2 separate regions of the Hordeum vulgare genome follow, and region 2 is linked to region 1. Evidence: chromatin contacts called from public Hi-C data. All regions are on one chromosome and are shown on one strand. Each heading gives the region's core, a stretch centred on a gene start, on an enhancer-like site or on the middle of the called end of the contact. The rest is flanking DNA. Distances are from core to core; before and after follow the strand shown.

Region 1 (7,606 bases), core at 2,973-5,472:
TTAACAGAGCAAGAAAAATGATAGCTCCTTTGTAAACACAAAGGCAGGATTTCTCGTTCCAATATTTTGGAACTAGGGTTTGAATGAGATTCGGGATTTACTGACGGAAGGTTGACTGGCACAATAGCATGGGGAGGCACTGAGAGATTGAGGATTGTGTGGATTCTCCTGGTCACTTGCCAGATTCCAAAGAAAAAATTTGGGAGAGAAAAGCTAGGAAGGAATAACAGCACAAAAATCGATAACCCGATTTTTGGGGTGGTACATGTTGACAAAAAAAAGCCAATTTTTTTTTTACAATTAAGACCAAAGTATCATGTGAGCTTGGCACCAATGCATGTCACATACCTTTGTCACCATCATAGCAATCATCAAAGAAACAAATGACGGATCAAAACAAATGACGGATCACCTTCTCACCCAAACTCGATGCGGCTTCATCACGGATATGCAGTTTTGCGGATCTTCAAGATGGGTCACCAAAGGCGAAATTATTGTTGTTGAATGAATCCGACTGAGGCAACATCCTAAACGCACCATTAAAATCTAGATATGACGCCCCCGCACGCCTAATACGTCGGAGAAGGAAACCATACATGTTAGTCGCGAACCATGAACCCATCACACGATCCACCATCTTTCATATGACGTCGATGCAAACCACAGTTTGTATCCATAAGCCACTCTAGAATATGCACAGAAACACGAGGGCGCGATCTTCCGCATGGGCTCCTCAATCGGGTGACCGTCCACGACAATGTCGTCCGATCTCCTTCCCCTAGTGTCCCTGTTGTCGTCGAGACGAGATCTGGAATCACCATGACGCCCTTTTTCTTCGACCCCTTGAAGGTCCGCCCCTGCTATGGCTGCATCGCTATCTACTCTCGCGTTTGTGATGCCCCAATGTTGGCGACGGTTGCTCCATCTCCGACGTCCTTCAACTCCGTCCATTGCGCTTGTTGCGGTCTTCCTTGCTGCCCGCAAGGCGGACCCGGTTGTTTAGGAACGCTTCGCCTCGCACAAGCTCCCTTGCATGCTAACGGTGCTGGGCAGTCAGCCTTCACCTCCAACCGTGGTCAATACAAAAATGAGATGCATGAAGACATAGTTTAGGGCTTGTTGTAATGTGCTTGAGGTATTTATTTATTTTTCGTCGTTTGCCCGTCGCACAAGCATTGTCCTAGTGTCGTGAAGAGCATCTACAACCCTAGATAGCAAATGGAGGCCCTCAAACGCCCGCGCTCATACTGGCCGGGAACACGTCATTTGTTGGTTTCCACACCCACGTTCCTCATATCTTAACTCTCAAAACTATACAATCCATGCAAGGCTACGTGAATGTTGAGGAAATCGCTTATTGTTATTGTCTTGATCGGCTGAAGATCACAGATTAATAAAAAAATCAGACGATTAGTCATTTTTACCGTTGACTATTAATCAGCTATTTTTACACAAATCCCATGTTCCTAGCAATAAAGTAGTCAACACAAAAAACACTATTAAACAAAAGTGTTACCTTAATTCCTTGCCTATGAATCTTTATACAATGATAAATAATATAGGACAATAGTACATATTACTTAACGAGGTGCATAAAACACAAATAAATATAGTTCGTGCACACATAGTGTTAGAAATATGCCCGACTTATCGTTAGATTCTCGATAAATTGCCTGTAGGTGACGATATGGCATAATTTTATCGGCCACCCTTCGAGTAGCGATAAATCAGGGAATAGGCCGATCTTTTGAATAATGCGTAAAACTAGATTAACATGCAGTTCATCGGATCACATTGTATCGCCGTACAAAATGGGCATAGTTTATCGGAGTTCAGCCGCAAATCCATACTATAAACGAATTAAAACATACTTAAAATATAAATATAATGGGAAAGGCTGGAGGAAATCACCATTTCTTCGTCGGCCCCTTCCCCTTTCGATCATCGATGCGGCAGTGTCCCTCCTCCGTGTAGGCGTAGGTGTGCAGCGGAGGTACGCCGTCGTCGGAGCTGGAGGCGGACACGTCCGTTGGGTTAGAGTCGGAGTTGCACCTCATGCCTGACTGCCTGCGGAGCAGACGCTACTGCTCCTTCGCATGGCAGGCCGCCTCCTTGTTTGCCTCACGCTCTGACAACTCGATGGTGAATCGGAGCGCCTTGGCATTCTTTCGTCGGAGGCGATGCGCATCACTCTCCACCGTCATGAGAGAATGGTGGAGGACCGACACGACAAACACACCCTCGGGATCAATCGGTGCACTTGCACGCGAACGGCCCGTGGACATCGCCTCGCCCCTCTTCCTCGCCCGTTGCCACTCGAGCGGGGCTGCACGTGCCTCGGACTCGGGCGTCCTCGTGCGCCTTGGCCCCGACACAGGCACGAGAACTTAGCGGTGGCCACACACCAGTTCCAGACCAGAGGATGGTGGAGGTGGGTGGCGTAACTGAAGGAAGGGAACGGACCTGCCTAAGTTGTGCGTCGGGCAGGAAGGGTCGGTGATGTTGACGGTGCTACGTCGACAGGCGTTAGGCGACGAGAAAGATCAAACGGGGCCGCCTTGGGCGAGCAGCAACCTCCTAATGGTGACACAGAAGGCGAGCTCCTCCACATCGTTGGTCGAGGCATCAAACTCTCCGTCAAATCCATTGTTGCTTCCGTCGCTGGCCATCGAATGGGATGGAAGGGGATCATAAGTGAAGTGGTTGGAGACGGGAATAAACTGGAATTCGAATTGACCGACGCCTAGGAATTGCCGCATGAAGATATTTTCGAAGTCTGGATGGACCAGGCTGGGCCAAGCGAACGCGCATGGGCCATCCTAATATTCATCTCATATTTAGGCTAAATATGAGGATGCGGTTAGCCCAAATATTTAAGAACGGATATTTGAGATCGTTTTGGGGCGTCCGATGCTCTAATGAGCTGATGCATTTTTGTGGAGACGTTGCCCGTCTACTGTGTGCCACTCTAAGCCAACGGTAGAGATCGTGTCTTTCATGTGCCATCACGACCTCGACCTATGAACGCATCACCTGTTTTTTATTTTGTTTTGTTTTCGAAATCAATTCAAAACAAAGAATGTTCTGAATTAAAAAAATATGAATTCGTTTATTTTGTGAATTTTAAAAATGTACTTGCATTTTCAAAAAGTGTTCCCAAATTAGAAAGCATTCACTATTTCAAAAATATTCATGAATTAAAACAAATCACAATCTCAAAAGTATCAAATTCAAAAATTGTTCACAACTTTTGAAAGAAATCATGAATTCAATTATTTTGCCAATTTCAAAAATTGTTTATGAAAGCAAAGTATGTTCATAAATTTCAAAAATTGCTCGCAAGTTCAACAAACAATTCATGTATCATAAATGTTTACGAATCAAAAAAATATTCCTAAATTTACAAAATTATTCATGAAGTGAAAAAATATTTTTTAATTTCAGAAATTGTTTGTGAATTCAAAAAATGTATGCAAAACTGTCAAATGTTCAAGAATTTTAGAAAAGTTCACATGTCTGAAAAAGTAATAAAAAGTAAAAGGGAGAAAAACGATAGGACACAGATAACCACCATATGTATGGTGGCAGCAACACCCGACCACATTCCTCATAATCACAAATTGGGTAATGTCACCTTATGCATGCACAAGTGACGAAACTAATCATGTTGAAGAGAATATTTATTTTTTTAGTTTTTAAAATATTTTATTTCTTAAATAAAAAATTGCCATGATTAATTACTAAAATTTACCATGGTTATTTAATAAAAAAATCTTCAAAATTAGTTGAAATAGAATGGTTGTTTAAAATTTAGAAGAAATAGATAGATGAACATGTCCCTGAAAAAAAAATCTGCATGAAAAATAAAAGAAAAAGCCTTGTGGAACCTTCAAAAAATATGGCAAAGGTTTGAGAAACTACCTAAAACCAACACCCACTTGTTCACTACAATTTTTTTTTCTTAATAAAGACACTCAAAGGATATTTTAGATCTGATTAATATTAGAGAAAGAAAAGATAAGTACATGGATTTTTTTTAAAGCTGATGAGTACATGGATAGATAACTGGACGAAGAACGACCAGTAAAACATATTTACAATAAAAACATACAGGTTTTTTCCTTCCTTCATTTGTAACGACTCCTTTTTCCCTCACATGCTAAGTGGGCCGCTTTTTTTTTTCTGTGGTATGTTACCATCGGCCATGGGTATGGAAAACCCTATTTGCAGCGTGTTGAGGCAAATTGCCACGGCTACGCACAGAGAAAACGTTAGCCACAGATGATCTGGGCCAGCCCCGCGGGGATTCCGGTTTTGGGAACCTTTTAGATTTTTTCAGCCGATTTTTTTCGGTTTTGGAAACTTACTAGAAGATTTCTTGAACCGGATTTTCTGTTTTTTGCTTTTTTTATTTCTTTTTTATTTTCTGTTTCTGTTTCAAGAATGTTTTGGATTTTCAAAAAATATTCCATTATTTGAAAAAATGTTTTAGAATTTGAAAAAATATACCAGAGTTTAAAAATATTTCGGAATTTGAAAAACTGATTCATAATTAAAAAAAGTTTCAGGAATGTGAAAAACATTGTTCTGGAATTTGAATTTTTTTCCCGAAATTTGTAAAAATGTTCCGGAATTTGAAAAAATGTTCTAGTTTTTATCAAAATGTTTTGGATTTTTCAAAAAAAAAAAAAATTTTAAAAATGTGCCGAAATTTGAAAAATATTCCAGAATTTCAAACAATATTCGAGAATTTTGAAAATATAGAAAAACAGTTATTAAACTTTTTTTGAAACCCCTGTTGGGGGCGAGCCGAAGATGGTCTGGCCCAGTCGGAGGGGGGGGGGGGCATCCCTGTGCGGCGTGCGACTCCTTGCCGCAACGCGCGGCCAATAGGAGTTGCGCACGGGCACCCCTATATCTTTACTTTGTGCAAGACGCAGGGAACCCTTGTTTCTTCTTTCTTTTTTTACTTTTTTATATTTTAAATATTCTAGACAAATATATTACAAACTTATTTGAGATAAATGTTAGAAAAGTAATTAAATATATTTTTAAATACAATATTAACGTAAGCGCTCATATATATACGTGTATACGAAAAATGTATATATAAAATATACAATGTGTGTGAAAAAAATGATTACGTATTTTGAGAAGAGTTAATCAGGCATTTAATGAATAATCAAGTATTTAAAAAATATCCATTATGCATATAAAAATGGAACACAATGTATTAAAAAGCATTTGAGAATATTAAGTTTGTATAGAACAAATGTTTACCATGTATTAAAAATGTTAATGTTGTATTTTTGAAATATTATTTAAGTATTTGAATAATGTTAAATATGTATAGAAAAAATGTTGGCCATGTATTAAAAAATGTTAACCTTGTATTTGGGAAAACAAATAAGCATTTAAAAAAAAGGTTAAATATGTGTTGAAAAAATATTGACCATGTAGTAAATTTAGATTTATTAAACTTGTACTCCCTCTGTAAACTAATATAAGAATGTTTAGATTATTAAAATAGTATTCTAAATGCTTTTATATTAGTTTATAAAGGCAGTATTTAAGAAATATTAAATCTGTATTTAAGAACGTAATAGGTATATATAATAAATTTACAATGTCTATGACAAAAGTAGACATAAAAATACATAAGTTTTCAAAAAATATTAATCATGTATTTAAAAATGTTCAACATATATATACATAATGTTTCTGTTATATACGAAAACTGTTGAATGTGTACTAAAAACCGATAAAATTTGATACAAACAAAACCAAAGAAAACCGAAAAGAAACAAAAAAAAAACAAAGACAAGAGGATAGAAAAAAACCAGTGAAAAACAAGAAATAAAGAAAAAAATACTGGAAAAATAAAGAAAAACGCGAAGATAAAGAGAAACTTTAGATCCGTGAAAAAATAAAGAAAAAGGATGAAAAACAGAAAATCATAAAGAAAAGCAAAAAAATAATCGAAGGGCAAAAGGGCCAAACAAGTGCAGCGTGCGAGCCAGGTGCGATAGATCGATCAATACTGAGCGAGCGACGGGGAAGAAGAAATGACCCGGCACAATACCTACGTAAGAGAGAAAACCTTAAGGCGGGAGAAGCTACCGTCTCACCATAAGCGAGACATAGGTATAACTCCTACACCGTTTGATTTTCATGGAGATTCATGCGGGCCTATTGTTTTCCTTTTTTGTTTTATTACTTGAATAATGTGTAGGAGTTAGATGAGACTTCGTTAACAAAGGCTGAGTACTTGATGAACCAAAGAAAACATAAAAGAAGAAAATAATCTGATGAATCTTTAAAATCGAACGGCTAAGGGGTTAGACGAGACATAGGTAGACAAATAAAAAAATGTTTATGTTTTCTTTAACATAATACAATATAGATGCAAGCGTTCATATATATATATATATATATATATATATATATATATATATATATATATATATATATATATATATATATATATATATATATATAGACACACACACACGTACATACACTCACTCATATGAACGTGCACACGCACATCTTATTTCTATAAGCGCATTTAAAAGACTGAACCGACATATCATCTTGTAATTTACGAAGTCATCGTAGACACTTCGTCATCGACGAAAACGTCTCCTCTTATTAAATGTGCATCACCGAAATCCTGAAATAAATGTCAAAATAAATGCGAATACCAGGATTTAAACCCTGATGGACTGATGATACTGCATTCCTTCTAACCATCCAACAACAGGTTGGTTCGGAAAAAAAATATTGTGTTGATACGATTCTCACAACTCACACACGGTGTTTCTCTCACGCTCACATAGACGTTATGTGTGTATTCTTTTTTCTTCTCCATAACTAAAAATAAATTATATACTCCATGCGGCACATATTAATTGTTTACGCTGGTTTAAGGGAAAAGATATGTTAGCAAAGGAAAGCAATATTTCACAAACTACCAGGACAGAGCATTCAGGAACAACCGGGCACCGCCGAGAAAGGCAAAAACCCGGCGACAGATACGTAGTACTCCTACTACGTACAAACAACCGCCCAAAACCCACCACAACCCTTAGTCAGGACCTCTTTTTTGACGAGAAGACTCAACACGCGTTTATCCGAGTTGGTAGCCAAGCGAGCGGGGCATGCAAAGCGCAGGCGTTAGTTCAGCTCAGGTCCACGACGCACGTCGCCCTCCCACACATCACCTCGCACGCACCAACGCTGACCTGCGAACCATTCCCACTCGTCGGCGCCGGCGCCATCGCTACGTACGTGCCAACATTCCCTTCGTCCTCCTCGGTCCATCACACACCTGTTCGACCGTGTCACCACTCCATCTCCTCTCCTCCCGTGCAGCCTTTGCTTCCAACCGGTGCATCACTCACGTCCTTCCAATCCGATATTCCCCGGTCCATTCCGGCCTACGTTTGCTTGGGACGCACATGAGCCGACCGAGACCTCTGGACATCGGTGCGCATCGCGGTCTGCGGCATGGCACACTGGCATTGGCACTGCTGACGGGCAGGCCATGCCGTGTCGCCGTGTTGCCGTCGTCGTGCCATGGCCGCGGCAGGGGAAGGCTGTAGAA
Region 2 (7,606 bases), core at 1,991-4,490, 190 kb after region 1:
AGATTCAATATTGCACAAGCATGCCTAAAAGTGACAATACAATGAGTTGCCCTTGCCTTGACTTGTGAGTTGTGATATAAGTACTTTCTAGTTTGTGGGACCCCTTTTCTTGTGTAACTAGAAAACATCTATGTGCTGCTCTATTAATACGAAAATAAGTAAAAAAAATGGCTAATTAGATATATCTCGAAATTTTGAAAACCCTTTGAGAAGGTGTTTAAGGGGTTCTCAAATGTAACATTTGATGAACGTTTTATTTTATGTAATTATTTAGATGTGAACAAACCATTTCGTGGTGACTCGTGTATCTAGAGCAGAAAAAATGTCTATCTGAAGGCCTGCTTGGATTGGGGGTCTTTTGTTGTGCTCTCAGCTGGTATTTACTCCCTCAGCCCCATAATGTAGGACGCTTTTTCACACTAGTATATTGTTGAAAAACATCTTATATTATTGGACGAAGGGATTACTATTTAGTGAAAAAATCACTTAATCCAAATAGAGCCTAACGGTCAAACCAAGGAGAATTATGTTTAGGTTTACAAGGCTGCCACCATAAATTTTTTTACCGGGTTGCCTTTTATCTAGAATACTGTTTCTTGAATGGTCTTTCTTTTCTTTTTGGATTATCTACACATGGATGCTTTTGTGCATGGAGCTTTCCTTATCTAATTAATCGGTGTTTGGTTATATTATACTTCCTCCGTCCCAAAATAATTGACTCAAACGTGACTCAACTTTACACTAATTTTAGTATAAAGTTGAGTCATTTTTGAGTCATTTATTTTGGGATGGAGGGAGTACTTACGTCATCTTCAATGGTTGTAAGATAGTTGTTGATAGATTTTGACACATAGAATTTTTAATGATGTGTCGTGCAATAAGTGGGTGTTTGTTTTCAGGGACTTTTTGATGTAGAAACTAAAAAAATCTCTTTTACTCCCATGTGAAACAAACAGGAGGGACTTTTAGGGACTAAAAGGGGGTATTTGGTACTAAAGGAAGAAGTCCCTATGAGAGGGTCTTTTTCGAACTTTTTTTGGCATTTTTTTCAACAGTGCATCTACTTTTAGCATGTCATTTAATAGCTTTTAGTACATTACTAGGGGTAGCATGATCTTTTTACATATCATTTAATGACCTCTAGTCCCTGTTTAGTCCATGGAAACAAACGAGTAGGGACCAGGGACTTTTTAGTTAGGACTATAAAAAGTCCTGTAACTTCTGAAACAAATAGGGTCTAAATGAGAAAAGAAAGCAAGTTTGTATGTAAATTAACCAACACCCTTGCACAAGCTTCAATGTAGAATGAGAGAGCACCTTATTTATTATCTCACATCCTATTAAGCAAACTAGATATACTATCTATTAAAATAGTTGTATGTTAAGATATTGATGGATGACATGACATATTTTATCAACAAACTAACTACAAACTATTCAAGATGCCCTTAGCGAGAGACATCTTGAAATTAAATACTCCACTACACTACTAGTGCTAAAGCATTCCTCACACTTCCAAACTGGTCCTGGAAGTACTGAGCTTTCATTCCAGGGAGTCTCTGCCGCAGTCCATCATTGGCGCGTGCATCCACAAATACTATTCAACCATGTTCATAAAACAAAAAAAAATTCTTTGACAAAAGGATTGGCTTTTCGCTTTCAGAATCAAATATGTTTGCCCTTCAAAAAAAAAAAAAGAATCAAATACTATGTTTATAGGGGGTGAGTGGGGCTGTTTGTTCTTTTGTGCGTGTGCATGAGCGTGTCACGGTGTGTGTCAAACTGAAGATCATACCGTGATTGATGATCAAGTGAACCGCTTCTTGACACTTTCTTGGTCTCACGGATTCTCACAAACCACACTCGCCATTTTTCTCATTCCTTATCAACAAGTATGCATGCATGCATGGACATGAACATGAACATGAACACGGACAAATTCTCTCCCAAGATACCAAAGAAAACAGAGCACGTAGAGAGTGAGAGTGAGAGTGAGAGAAAAACAGCTAGAGGAAGAAAGAGGTGAAAGGAGTTTTCGGTGTTCCTGGCACAAATCTAATTCTAACCCTCAAACGCTAGCGTCAGGATCACATCCACACCTCTTGATCGAAGCCGACGTCGGAGCACTGGTCGAAGAGATCGACGCCAATGTCGCCGCCGCCGCTGCCGGACAGGATGCTGGCCCAGTCCATGTCGATGATGGCGTCGACCTGGAAGAGGTCGAGGGGGTCGGGCCAGTCGACGTCGGCGCCGCCGGGCGTGGCGACGGAGGCCGAGGCCGAGGCGGACGAAGAGGAGCAGGGGGACGGCGACACGGAGGCAGAGCAGGCGGCGCCCTGCTTCGGCTCTCCGCTCGTCGGCGCCTCCTCCTCGGCGCCGGAGCCGGCCGATTCCTGGGACGAGGCCTTGCCGTCGCAGTGGGGGTCCTGCCGCCGCGGGTCCTGAGGGCGGGCGGCGACGGGCTGGTGCGTGACGGGGTCGAGGCCCATCTTCTTGAGCTTCTTCCTGATGTGGGTGTTCCAGTGGTTCTTGATCTCGTTGTCCGTCCTGCCCGGCAGCCGCGCCGCGATCTTGGACCATCTGCTGTCCGGGGCCGGCGCAGTCAAACACCAAAACAGAATTCACGACGCGAACATGCGTACCCCCCGTCGTCGATCGAGCAGGACAGACGCACCTGTTGCCGAGCTGCGAGTGGAGGTCGATGACGAGCCTCTCCTCGTCGTCGGAGAGGAGGCCCCGCTTGAGGTCGGGCCGCAGGTAGTTGGTCCACCTCAGGCGGCAGCTCTTCCCGCACCTCAGCAGCCCTGCCAAGGAATGCACGCGCTCAGGCTCAGCCACGAACTCACGACTGATTTGAGGCCAAACAGATGCGTTTGCAGAGCGGCCGGGCCGAACCGTCGCCATGCATGCACACGAGTGTAATACCTGCGAGCTTGGGGACGAGCCTCCAGCAGCAATGGCCGTGGGAGAGGAGGAAGGCGACGAGCTTCTGGTCCTCCTCCGCCGTCCACGGGCCCTTCTTCAGGCCCACCTTCTCGCAGCACGGCTGCCTGCCCATCTCTGTCGATCGAACCGGACGAGCACCAGTGAGTGAGATAGCTGGGATAGAAGGCGGCTGGCTCGAGTCTCGAGGGGGAATCGGTCAGTCCCAGGAGAGGAGAGGGGGAAGGAGTTTGGGCTTAATGTGGGAGCGGAGGCGCGTAGCGGGGGATTAATAGGTGCGGCCGGAAGTGGAAAGGGGCCACGCGCACGTGGCGAGCAGAGCCCCGGTACGTGTGAGCCGGCCTCTGCTCTGCTCTGCTCTCATCGACCGGCCTCACACGCACGGGTGGACGGACCATGTAGAGTGCTAGGCGGTGCACGGATTAGCAGCAAGAGAAGACGGGCCACCGATTACCAGGGGAGTACGTGGAGCGGCCTTGCTTGCTAATCACCGCGGCGGTGTCTATCTATCTACAGGAAAGAGGCTGAACGAATGAACCGAGGGTGGCCCTGAAACTTGTGGATTTTTACACCAAGTTTGTACCGGTGGAATGGAAATGTAGTCGACGTGAACATACATCGAGATCCCCAGATTGCCCCAAGTTTCAGGAGTATCATGTGAATAGGAAACCCATAGGAAGTCATAGGGAAAGTGATGTCATTATTTGATGCATAGGATAGGAATATTTTCATCGAGCCTAGGCTAAATATTGAATGTGTCTAGCGCTCATCTAGATGAGACTTAATCAAGTCACATCCAACTTATAGGTCACTTGATTTTTATGAAGATTCGTGTAGGTCTTTTATTTTGTATACTTTATTTGATTACTCAAATAATGTGTGAGGGTTAGATAAGACTTTGTTAATTCTCATCTAGATAAGAATTAGTAAATTTGTTTTTATTTTTATTTTAAAATGTAAATGATTGGTTTCTATCCTACATAGGAATAAGATCCATTCCTAAAAATCAAAGACTTCACTAGGGAACGGCGCCGCATATTAGTCTTTTCATGCGGCGACTCTCTTCCATCCATTTTTACATGCATGCAACATGACATCATTACATATTCTTTTGATTTTGCATTTTAGAAAAGATTTATCTCTCAAACCGTTATCTCAACTAATGATTCGTTTTCACCACTGTCTTTATCGCGACGAGATCTTCAAAACTAGATCCCATGTCGATATGTTTCGATAACTTTTGTTTTCGCCGGTACTTGCTAAATTACTATCACTTATTTGTCACATTATTTATCACATAGTTATCACATTAAATCAACTTGGTAACCGGGTTTATGAATGTCGATATACCCCACTAAAAAACTTGATTCATTGTACTTGTGCTGGTTCATGCATTTATTTGCTTATTGTTAGTGCTTTAATAACTATTTTTAGCTTCACATAACACTGCAATACTTAAAAAGTATAAAATTATTATCCCGATAACTATGTATAATTTTATGATAACTACACATCTGTAAGATGACAACTATGATGACATAAATGTAGCAACTAGGAAGGACGAAAAAAATCAACAAAATATGTCAACATGGGATCTTATTTTAAAGGTCTCATCGAGACGAACCTAACGGTGAAGACGAATCTCCAGTCAAATTATTAATCCGTGAGATAAATCATTTTTAAAATTCAAATAAACATTTAATGTGATGATGTAATCATGACGTAGAAGATTCTTACATGCGCATGAGGCTATCTAAGCCGTCGCATGAAAGAGCTATGGTGGGACGCTTCTCCTTAGATTTTCCCTCAAATCAAAGGGCTTCAAAAAAAATCCTACGAAATTCCTACCTTTAGAACAAAATTAAGGCAAACCAAAGGAGGCCTCAAATTAGCAGCAGGAGAAGACGGGCCATGGATTACCTGGTAGGTACGTACGTGGACCTTGCTTGCTAATCACCGCGGCAGTACCATCTATCTTCGGAAAAGTACAAAAAAAAAAATCTATCTTCGGAAAAGAAACAGGCTGAATGAACCGTGGGAGGCTCGGAAACATTTGAATTTTCACACAAAATGCGTAACTCAACATGTGAACATCGGGATTTGGAACCAGGGTATACTGTTGACAATTTAGAGGAGTAACCACTGATGTTTACGAGGCATAGCGGACACTGGTGAACTTGCTCGCGGTCAGCAGTACACATTAGTGCGGACTATGTAACGGAGGAGACGCTGTCATGCACACTGCGGGACACTGTGACACCGACGATGCCCACGGTTCAGAACACGGTACACCAGCGTCTGATGCCCACCGGCGAGAAGGGTCATCGGTCCTTGGCGCCTGCTCCGTGACAGACCTTGCAAGCATGCAATGCGCTCCTTACTCGGCTCAGGTCGGTGTCAGAAGGGCAACGCCTGACCGTGACCATCGACCAAACGAGCCGTGTCCTGCACTGCAGCATCAAAGGAAAAGAGGCACTGGTACCACCACTCACAAGGGCTGCACGGAGCCTGACAGTACATATGTTTTGACAGACAGGTTAACTTCTACAGGAGATCATAAACATCGCAATCTACACCACTGCTACATATATATGGGTTACACAACACAGATCCAATAGAGAAATCTGCCCCTGACCGTTGTGACAAACTCCAGGTTCCGGTCTGGCAGCAAGTTAACCGGTTAAGACTGCTTGGCGTTCAGGCCTGTACAGCGAGATCAGCCGAGGCCCAGCAGTTCAGGCGTGTACACTATTCTACGTCATCCACCTTATGATGGGTGTTGCTGCACTAGCTTTGGATGGGTCGCCGCGTAGATCGACGAGGTTGGATCCGTCTTCAGGTGGGAGAGGAGATGCTGCACGTCAGGCCTAAGCATGTCCACCACTTTCCCGCACAATGTCAGTATCTCCACTTTAGGTTTGCTGGTACTCTGGACAGGGCCGCCTTGACCTTCGTACATGACAGCGTGATGCCTGTTTTGGTGGGCGGAAAATGAGGTAACTCGTATGATAAGCTATACAGCGGATTTACGATTGAACCCAGAATGAGAAGGCACGTATAGTCGCATGCTGGAGAATTTTCAGCAGGGAAGACTAGGAGTATCTTACAGGAAGTCGATGATGTCTCCGATTTCTGATGCCGGCACATGAGGCGAGGCCTGAGAGTTCTTCCCAAACACATCCCCCAACACGTTGAACAGCAAAGCCAGTGTCTGCAGATCGTGACAACACAAGAAAATTAGTATAGGAAAATAAATAAACTCTACTTCATACAACAATGTATCGGACCACCGGTGAAGCCAGCAGAGGAGCAGGGAGAAATACTGTTCCTGTTAGCATGAAAATCATGAAAATTAGCGATATAGCAAGAGGGGATGTTATGGGCCCTGGCCACCTTTGGCCTGCAATCTGCATGAAGCTCCGCCCATGGATGAAAACATTGGGTCATGGGGAACAATCATAACATGCGTTCATTTATTTCCTTCAGAGAGGAAGGACACACTTATAGCTCAATTGTGTTGAAGACACAACAAAGCAAATCAGACAAGTGTAGCCGTGTAGGGCCTATGATATACGACCGTGCGCCTATATGAATGCCTATAGTTTAAAAAGGCAGCCTAGGCTCTAGGCTATAGCAAAACACCTCGCGCTTAATGTGTGCATAATTGCGCATAAGTGTGCGCTTTGGTCAGAAAAGTGCAAGGCGGTGGCTAAACGCACAATTAACGCCTATCCCTTTTAAAAATTGTGTGTGAATGCATGAGAGGAACAGTTCGAGTGCGATTAACCATAGTAATCCTATAAATTCATTCCCCGTTCCAGACATATATATAGAGAGGAAAAACATTCCTACATGATTGCAGTCTTCAAAATAGCCAAAAAATACTACTCCAGAATAGCCAAAAAATACTACAGGATTGCAGTCTTCAAAATAGCCAAAAAGTACATTGGAAAGAGGTTACCAATGCTATTTTTCAGTTTGAAGTTTCTAAAACAGAAGACAGAATAGAAGGCATGAAGATGCCAAAGTGGTAGAACATGATCTTGCTTTGATTATTGAGATTACATGTGCAACATATAATCATACAGATTTGTTCCAAAAGCTGTATACACTATTTCAGTAACTAGGACGTACCAAAGGAAAACCAAGCATACCTTCATGAATAGAGGTCGAGCAAAGGCTAGACGAGGCAATAAGGGGCCCAATATGCGGAAGGCAATTCTCAACATTGCGACTGAAGTCACTGGCCGGAGATGTTTGATGACAGTATGTGAAGATTCCAGCCACTCTTGAGGAAGATTGCTAAAAAATGAGTGTAGAAGGGCCACAATGTTACCTGCAATCAAGGCAGAACAAACATATAACCATAGCACAAAATGGTAGAAGTGTATTAAAGTAACACTGAGCTGAATGGGCCCAAATGTTTAGGCTGAAAGGGGGTAAAAACACAGCAAACCAGAAATGTCTTACGGTACCTATGGCTGTCGATGTACTGTCTTGAGAAGCCCATGTTGGGTCCAGAAGTGCGTAACCAACAGCTGAGTTAAGCTCTTTCACAGGCCTCGAACTATCAGAAAGCCAACGACAATCTTTTATGATTCGAGCTGCTTCTGAGTAAAGTTGCATGTGAAATTCTGGTGGGAGTTGTGCCAGCAAGAAGCCA

Evidence for each region. A called contact is a pair of places that touch in the nucleus more often than the background predicts.
Region 2: a Hi-C map of leaf shows a contact between it and region 1, with 5 times the contacts expected there. The contact joins the promoter of LOC123402429 here to the enhancer-like site in region 1. A contact is called at or near these places in 3 of 6 Hi-C or Micro-C datasets (leaf and seedling) and 1 of 1 datasets of contacts at active chromatin or transcription factors (embryo).

What each region holds. Positions count from the first base shown.
Region 1 is chr6H:492,111,634-492,119,239 of MorexV3_pseudomolecules_assembly, forward strand. No RefSeq gene overlaps it. Among protein-coding and RNA genes, the nearest start is that of LOC123403129, 14 kb to the left of the region's middle. Within about 2 kb of position 4,223, at least 1 of the 3 cell types and tissues checked has open chromatin away from gene starts, as enhancers often do. A contact at or near this core is called in leaf, where this site is marked.
Region 2 is chr6H:492,299,557-492,307,162 of MorexV3_pseudomolecules_assembly, forward strand. LOC123402429 (MYB-like transcription factor ODO1) reads right to left here and starts at 3,241. Exons shown (of 3, transcript XM_045096353.1): 1 at 2,926-3,241; 2 at 2,675-2,804; 3 at 1,848-2,580. The coding sequence starts at 3,058. The coding sequence ends at 2,088. It overlaps LOC123402428 (mediator of RNA polymerase II transcription subunit 23), which reads right to left. Exons shown (of 21, transcript XM_045096352.1): 18 at 7,419-7,606; 19 at 7,098-7,279; 20 at 6,051-6,154; 21 at 5,402-5,915. The coding sequence ends at 5,711.